Linked DNA regions of Triticum aestivum: region 1 is linked to region 2. The links are chromatin contacts, called in public Hi-C maps. All regions are on one chromosome and are shown on one strand. Each heading gives the region's core, a stretch centred on a gene start, on an enhancer-like site or on the middle of the called end of the contact. The rest is flanking DNA. Distances are from core to core; before and after follow the strand shown.

Region 1 (3,856 bases), core at 1,061-3,560, 210 kb after region 2:
GTTGAGGTGGCACTACACTTACCATACGCTGGGGAAGCTCTGACCTCCTCATGACCCTTAGTCTCTTTGCAGTTGAAACAAACACACTGCAGAGAGTTAAAAGCATTTCATTAGGCAACGTATGTTCTTGGATCGATCTTCTTCGATAAATTTGTGAATAACTTTGACAACTTGCATAATACTAAGTAATACTCCCTCCGTCCGGAAATACTTGTCATTAAAATGGATAAAAGGGGATGTATCTAGACATATTTTAGGTTTAGATACATCTCTTTTCATCCATTTTGATGACAAGTATTTTCGGACGGAGGGAGTATGTTTGTATATTGTGCTGCCCGCCTTTGATTCTTTCCTAGCTCGACTACTGATTGTTCTCAATTAGAAGAACAAACCTCCATGGTATGTCCCCGACCAGCATCCTGTCTCCTTCGTCATCTTCGTACACTAGAGCGTATTCACCGGTTCCATCCAGCAACCCTGAAAATATTTTCTCTTCTGCTCCTCGCACTCCGCTTTCATCACAAGATAAATCCTTCTGGGCTGCAGAAACAACCAAGTGCAGAGGAAAATTCATGCTTTTTTGTAAGATACCATTATTTGACTACTCAAACTGATGTGAAGTGGGCTAGTTATTAATTCAAATTTGTACCTTCAAGAAAGCCTCGGAACAACTCTTCGACGGCAGTTGACAGCTTATGATAGTTGTCGCATGATGCGAGGTCTACTTTCCTTCCAATAGGTATCCCATCCATGTTGATCTTGATGAGCGGTTTCTTCTTGAAGACCGGCTTCGCTCTGTTGGTGGCTTCGACGTTTTGTCGCTCAGGGGATTGCTTAGATGAAGTTCCATTTGTGAGGTTTCTCCTGAAGGATCGGACTGGAGGCCAACCGACTACCGGAACAACAGCAGCTCTGCATCACATTACAGCAGCGTTTAGTTTCTATTCGAACAGTAGCACACTGTTGCCCTGCTTTGAACCCCCCCCCCCCCCCCCCCCCCACCCCCATAGTAAAATTACAACTAGTGACATAAAGTAACTGCAAAGTTGATTAAAAGACAACCTACTTTTAGCGAAGTATCAATAGTTTAAAATGGATAAAGTAAAGGTTACTTCTTCAAGTGGCAACATTGTCTATCATGCTCTCATACTAACTCAAAAGGGCGAGCCAAACTCCGTGCCCCCAATTTTTATTGAATTTCCTCTGTTTCGGTAAACAGGAACCCAGAACCAGAAAATTGAAGACCTCATATAAGTAAAATTTTCACAATGGCATATATCAAATATGTAGTCACCCATGCATACATGATGACAAGAATGAGCAATTATAGGTTCAGTCCATCGGTCGGCGTACCTCCCCTGGGGGTCTCTGCTGCTGTGCACAGGTGCACACCCTTCCCTGTCCTCCTGCTGCCTCCGATCATAACCTTCATCAGACACAAAAGAGAAGAAACATATTAAGAAAAATAAAAGAACAACGCAACAGCAGCTCAGCTCAACTGAAGCGTAGAAAAGAAAAGCAACATGTGTTTCATCACTTGGCCTGGTGTATGTACAGTAGAGTACCTTGTGGTCTGGCCCCAACGGCGTCGAAGAAGCCTCTCTTGGCGCCGGTGGTGGTGGTGGTGAGGCATGAATGCGTGGCGAAGCGAGCCAGGTTCAGGGAGACCGCCGAGCAGCTCTCGCTTGGGCCAGTCTCTTCTTCCTGTTGCTGGACTCCGGGGAGGCCGAGCTTGAGCTCCAGCTCCTTGCCCTCCTCGTGCTCGGCGTCGAGTGCTGATCTTGTTCCTCCGTGGGCTGCTTGAGCTTCCCTCGCCTGCCACCCCTTCTCATCCGGGATGAGGTTCAGCAGCCGGGGAGGGGTGCCTTGTTCCATTGGACTCTTGATCTGCGAGAGGCATAGGGAAAGAGGGTTTGCACTGCTCAACTTGGCAACTTTTCATGTGTAGCAGGAGGAGGAATTCAGGCGGCAAGAAGAACTCACCGTACCGTACCGGAGACGGGGGGCTTCAAGGCTGCAACCGGAGGAGCCCTGGCCGTGGCCGGGTTGGAGAGCTCGAGGAATGGCGAGACCGCGTACCGGCGTTGCGTTGTGGTTGCTGGAGCTGGCCGTGGATTTTTTTGAGCTGGCCGGTGCCCTGCCCTTCTTCTTTCCCTCGCTCGGACCTCGTGGCCTGGTGAATGGTGATACGATACCCCTTCTACAGGGCGGCGACCCCTATATGGCTCTCTTCTTTCTATCCTGCCCCGGTACTACAGTATTCTCTTCGTAATACTTCCTCCATCCCAAAATAAGCTAGTACTCCCTCTGTCTGAAAATACTTGTCATCAAAATAGATAAAAAAGATGTATCTACACGTATTTTAGTTTTAGATACATGTCTTTTTATTCATTTTGATGATAAATATTTTCGGACGGAGGAAGCATAAAGTTGAGTCACTTATTTTGAGACGTAGGGAGTATACACATACATATATATTTGTTTGCCTCGCTAGCTGCATGTTGTTTGCAAGCATGTGGTGTATTCCGTTTTGCCCAGAGCAAACCAACGGCGCCTTCTTTATCTTTGTTTTCCTCTTGAATTGCGTTGCGTGCGTGTGTTTGTTGTGCCTCTGCTCTGTGCTCTGTGCTCTGCTTCTGCGTGTGTGTGAAATCGGGTGGATAGGGGGGCCAGGTGAGAGCCGGGCACGCTTATCCGGGCCAGTGGGGCAGGGGAAGATGCGATCTGATGTGATGTGTGGAGATGTGACGGATGGATGGATGCGCTTGTTTATTGCCTTATACTGTATTATCCGCGCGTGTTCTACTAGTTGTTGCTGTCGAGTGATGGACTCACAGTGGTGTTGGTCGACAGGTGATGCAATTGCCTCGGATAAGCGTGTTTTCTTCCGAGAAGCGGCCACGCCGGTTGACCAACGTCGGCGTCGGCGTCGGCGCTGGGAGAATCCGCTCCGTCCTCTTTTCTTTTCTTTTCCTTGGGAACACGATCAAGTTTCCTCATGATTATTGCTCTTTTTCCTTTTGGAAGATGCCTAGTTTATCTTGAAGAACCGGTTCAGTCTGCCACTGATGATTGCAAGTGGACCTGTGGTGGATCCGTGGATGCAAGATGGAGAGAGAGGCCAGGATTAGAATCAGCCGCCGTCCCTGAAAACAAACTGTGGAATTTTGGTGTTGATGATGGGCTCAGTCAAGATCCGTCGCACATAATGCAACTAGGTAGTCCCGGCCTACATGAACATGAACATGTAGCGGCGATACGTGTGGATGCCCATTCGTTGCCCATGATGGATGGAACAGGTACTCCACGAGCGGCCCCGAAGAGGCAACCGCCCCTCGTCCCGATTTGGTCATGCAACGTGCTGAGCCTGAGCCTGAGCCTGAGCGGAACAGTGGCCGGGGCGAAAAATGCGTAATGCGTTCGGCACGCCCCCACAGCCGCAGCCGCAAATTGGTGCTACAGGACACGACAGGAGGGTGGACTTTGTGGCCGGCCGGAGATGTGATGTCGCGTGGCGTGCGTGCGTGGTACACAATAGTGGACTTGGAGCACGCATAAACGTTCGCTCAGTCAGTGGCTCGTGGTCACCAACGGGCACCCGGCGTGCAGGTTGCGCATACGGCGACGGCACGGTGCGCCAGCCGTGCCGCGTGAACGCGTGGTCCAGCGCTATCCCCATGCCCAGTGGTCATCGACGGACGCGTGCGCGCGAGAGGGCGCGCGCCGTCGATCGGGTTCGGGCGCGCAGCCGCAGCCGCAGCGGCGTGTAGACGTGAGCTGGGCATCCGGTGGGTGTCGTAGTGCGACTCGTTCGCGCAGAAGCCGTGCGGCGCCGGATGATGGGCGAGGTGGATTA
Region 2 (3,717 bases), core at 181-2,680:
CGTGTGAGCGACGCATGTTGTAGTGCTGGCTATAAGCGCCGCACATCAGCGCGCAAGATTACATGATCCATACACATAATCTATTACACTGGTCCGGTAGCCAAACCGGTTGAATGTATTCTATGCAATCGTCTTCAAGCGGTTGCTCCCAAAGATCATACAGTATATTCATCTGAAATTGTTATTCCCTCTGACTCAAATTAATTGTTGCAGCTTTAGTAAAAACTTACAGGGAGTGATTCATGGGATCAGAAAACAACCATTTGCTTTGCTTGAGAAACAAGCGTCGCAAATGTTGAGGTCTGCAATTCTGCGTGGGGATTCACATAACGGCACGTCACTTGCTTGCTCGGCATCAGCATATATAAGAGTATAAGACACATCGCGTGCGTGCGTCTCTGTTCCCTTCAGCGATGCTGCGGATCTGGAGCCGTGACTGCATAGAAGCTGCACGCCGAAGTACGAGATCACGGCGGAAATGTTATTTTATTATTAATGTTGATCGATCCTTTGTTTGGACCTGCCGGCCGGAAACACGGAGGACGACACTCGTATCCCTTTCGTCCGCAAGAAGAAGAGATCGACGTCGTAATTAATCCGGTGAGGGAGCAGTATATACTGCTCTGAATACGGAGTACGTAGTGTAACGTAAATGAGGGGGATCGATAACTCCAAGGGAACCGCGTACGTTCGTTCGTCATGGGAAGCTGGCCGGCCGGCCGGCCATGCACAAAATCAGCAGCCCAAGATGGAAATATTGGTTCTCTTCTCTCTCGGTACGTCATTCCCACGTACGTACGCCTCCGTACAGTGATCGATACTGCCGTATTTGCACGACGGTGAAAGCGATGATGCATCATGCATGTTTCCCTGTTGATCTGGGTTGATCTTAACTGTCTTCTTGGTATCTCAGACCAAGTTGAGATAACTCCCAAACTGATCCAACTCTGCCGGTAATACTATACGCGTACACTATATATATAGTGTATATGTGAGCTAGTGTCCCGACCTGGGCCTGGGGAGAAGGAGAGATCGACGTGTGCATGCAGCAAGCCAGGCTCGGTCGTCGGTCACCTCCTCCTTACGTAACGGCCGCGCGCGGGGGCTGGGGCTGGGATCAGAGACCGGTTACGTACTGCTCCGGTGTAGTATGTGCACTCGAGCGTAACACCCGGCCGGAGTTAAGGTGGGCGGTGCAGCGTTGAACCGAGCGCAGATCGAGCGAGAGAGCGAGGAAGCGCGTGCGGTGCCAGGTTCCATGGAGGCGCTCCGCCGCGGACGGCGGCAGCACGCGTGATGCTCACGCCCTGCCGCGCGTGCGCGCCACGAGGTGCCACGCTGACCTAGGTCCTCCCTCCTCCATCCATCCGCTTCATATATACTCTAGATGTATATTGTATACACACACACACTCCCCATGCCCTGGTAGCTTGCCTTGCTTTCTTCTTACTCCGGCCGCGCGCGTCAACCTTGATCCGGCAGAAATGGTGTCTGCGACCGGCGGTCGCAACGGCAACCGCACGCGCACGCGTGCCCGTGCCCTCGCGAGGTTCTGCAGGCAGCTCCATGCCCTCCTCCTCAAGAACCTCGCCTTCCAGGTGAGTCACCGATCTTCTTCTGCCTCTTAATTCTCTCTTTGTTCAGGCAGGCCGGAATGACGACCTTTGATTGTTTCTAGAGGAGGAACTGGAAGACCAACGCCGCGATCGCCGTGTTCCCGGTGCTGCTCTGCGCGCTGCTCGTCGCCATCCAGGCCGTGGTCGACCGCGAGCTGGACCGGCCCCCGTTCCGGTGCGGCTGCGAGGGGGGCCACTGCGGCGTCCAGCACTCCACGCCCACGCAGGCCATCAGCTGCGAGGTGGCCGCGCCGCCCAGGTGGCCGGCGCTCCTGCAGGTGCCCGTCGTCCCGGCCTTCGTGCACGGCCGCCCTGCGCGCTGCACCAACGCGTCCTGCGCCCCGGTCACGGTGCTCCTCACCGGACTCAACCGTGGCCTCTCCCAAAGTAAAATAAAATAAATTTAATATACATATACTCTCCACGACTCACGTGCGGTTTTGTTGACTGAACTTTCTCCATCGACAGGCCTTGGAAGGGGGCTGTTCCCAGACCTCTCTCCTTCAGACTATTTTCTCATGCCTAAAACCATGAACTCCTCATCCTCTCTTGACCACCTCTCCAAAGTAGTCCCTGTGAGTTGTTCGATCAGCCAAAATGTTTTGGTATTCTTCTTTGGGAATGACGTGCATTGATCATTGAATCCGTCAATCCATACATCCAGGGCTCCAGAACATTGCCCGCGCATGAGCTGTTCGTCGAGCCCGGCCTCGTGCCCAACGAGACCTTATACGTGATCCAGTCAAAGTGTTCGTGGCAAAAGCACAATGTTTCAGGAAATTCTGATGGTGGAATGCCACTCCAACTGGGTAAATACCCTGTACAATTGATATTATATATCGTGCAGTGTTTACATTCATCCACGTTGTTGTTCCTTTCCTTTGATGAAGATTCTTTGCACAATAGCAGCTTTTAACACTTCTTCTTTGTGAAATTAACGGAACAGGCATGGAGTGTGTTCAAGGTTTGCCATTGTGGTGCGCGAGTTCGTCGGTGATAAACCGCCGTTTGTTCAACGGTTATAAACGTGCAAATAAGAGGAGAAGATCAAACGAATTCCTTGCCGGTAGCCTGATCTGACTTTCGATATTACTTTCTCTTCTTTTCATAATTCAGATGTACTAGTTCTTTGTTGTGCAAAAAATGTCTCATTTTGGAGTGCAATCTTGCAGGTTATGACTTTCTTGATACAAGCAAGGGGCTGTTCCATGTATACGTTTCGTACAACTCAAGCTTCAGCAGGGACAATGGGCACCATTCCATGACAGTTTTGCGCGTTGCACGGTTGGTTAATATGGTACTATACTTACAAACCTGCCTGCAGCTTACTTTCAAGCTCATACTCAAGAATAAGCCGCCTTCTTTACTACTATTTTTTTTAGAAAAGGAGGATTACCGCCGGCCTCTGCATAGTTTCTTTACTACTTAGTGCTGATTATTATGCATTTGAACCGTAGGCATCCACTGCATATCTCAAGCAGGTTCTACCAGGAGTGAATGCAGAAATGCGCCTAGAATTTCTGAAAGAGATGCCCAAAGCTGCAATCAAAATGAAACTGGACCTCACAACTCTCCTCGACGCACTCTTCTTCACATGGACGGTTCAACTCCTCCTTCCAGTGAGTTCATTATATATATATATCGTCTTCTACAATCATTTACTCCTGCCAGTGAGTATTAGGAGAAATATATGTGTTAGTGTTCGACGACGAACTCATTTCAGTTGTTTTTATTTCCAGGTAATATTAACATATCTTGTTTATGAGAAGCAGCAGAACCTAAGACTAATGATGAAAATGCATGGACTCAAGGATGGACCATATTGGCTGATATCGTATTCCTACTTCCTGTCCCTTTCAGGAGCATATGTGACCTTCTTTGCGGTTTTCGGCTCACTTATAGGTACTAAATTAACTCCAGGTTAACTAAATTTAAGTTTCAGTTATGGTGTATGTGTCAATTGAATCCACGCACGCAGAGGCCTGGAGGCAAAAAAGCTTATAAATCATACAGATAACTCTTTTTTTTTGCAGGTCTCGACATATTCAGATTGAACAGCCATGTTATACAGTTTTTGTTCTTTTTTATCTACATCAACCTG

Evidence for each region. Hi-C and Micro-C count contacts between places; a contact is called where the count stands out from the background.
Region 1: a contact with region 2 is called in a Hi-C map of leaf, with 5 times the contacts expected there. The contact joins the promoter of LOC123140800 here to the promoter of LOC123096478 in region 2. A contact is called at or near these places in 3 of 5 Hi-C or Micro-C datasets (all in leaf).

What each region holds. Positions count from the first base shown.
Region 1 is chr1B:592,557,799-592,561,654 of IWGSC CS RefSeq v2.1, forward strand. LOC123140800 (auxin-responsive protein IAA18) reads right to left here and starts at 2,311. Exons shown (of 7, transcript XM_044560085.1): 1 at 1,984-2,311; 2 at 1,566-1,887; 3 at 1,354-1,426; 4 at 650-912; 5 at 393-540; 6 at 23-86. The coding sequence starts at 1,875.
Region 2 is chr1B:592,352,082-592,355,798 of IWGSC CS RefSeq v2.1, forward strand. It overlaps LOC123096478 (ABC transporter A family member 7-like), which reads left to right and starts at 1,431. Exons shown (of 17, transcript XM_044518223.1): 1 at 1,431-1,598; 2 at 1,679-1,759; 3 at 2,281-2,425; 4 at 2,563-2,682; 5 at 2,789-2,913; 6 at 3,074-3,235; 7 at 3,356-3,518; 8 at 3,650-3,717. The coding sequence starts at 1,485.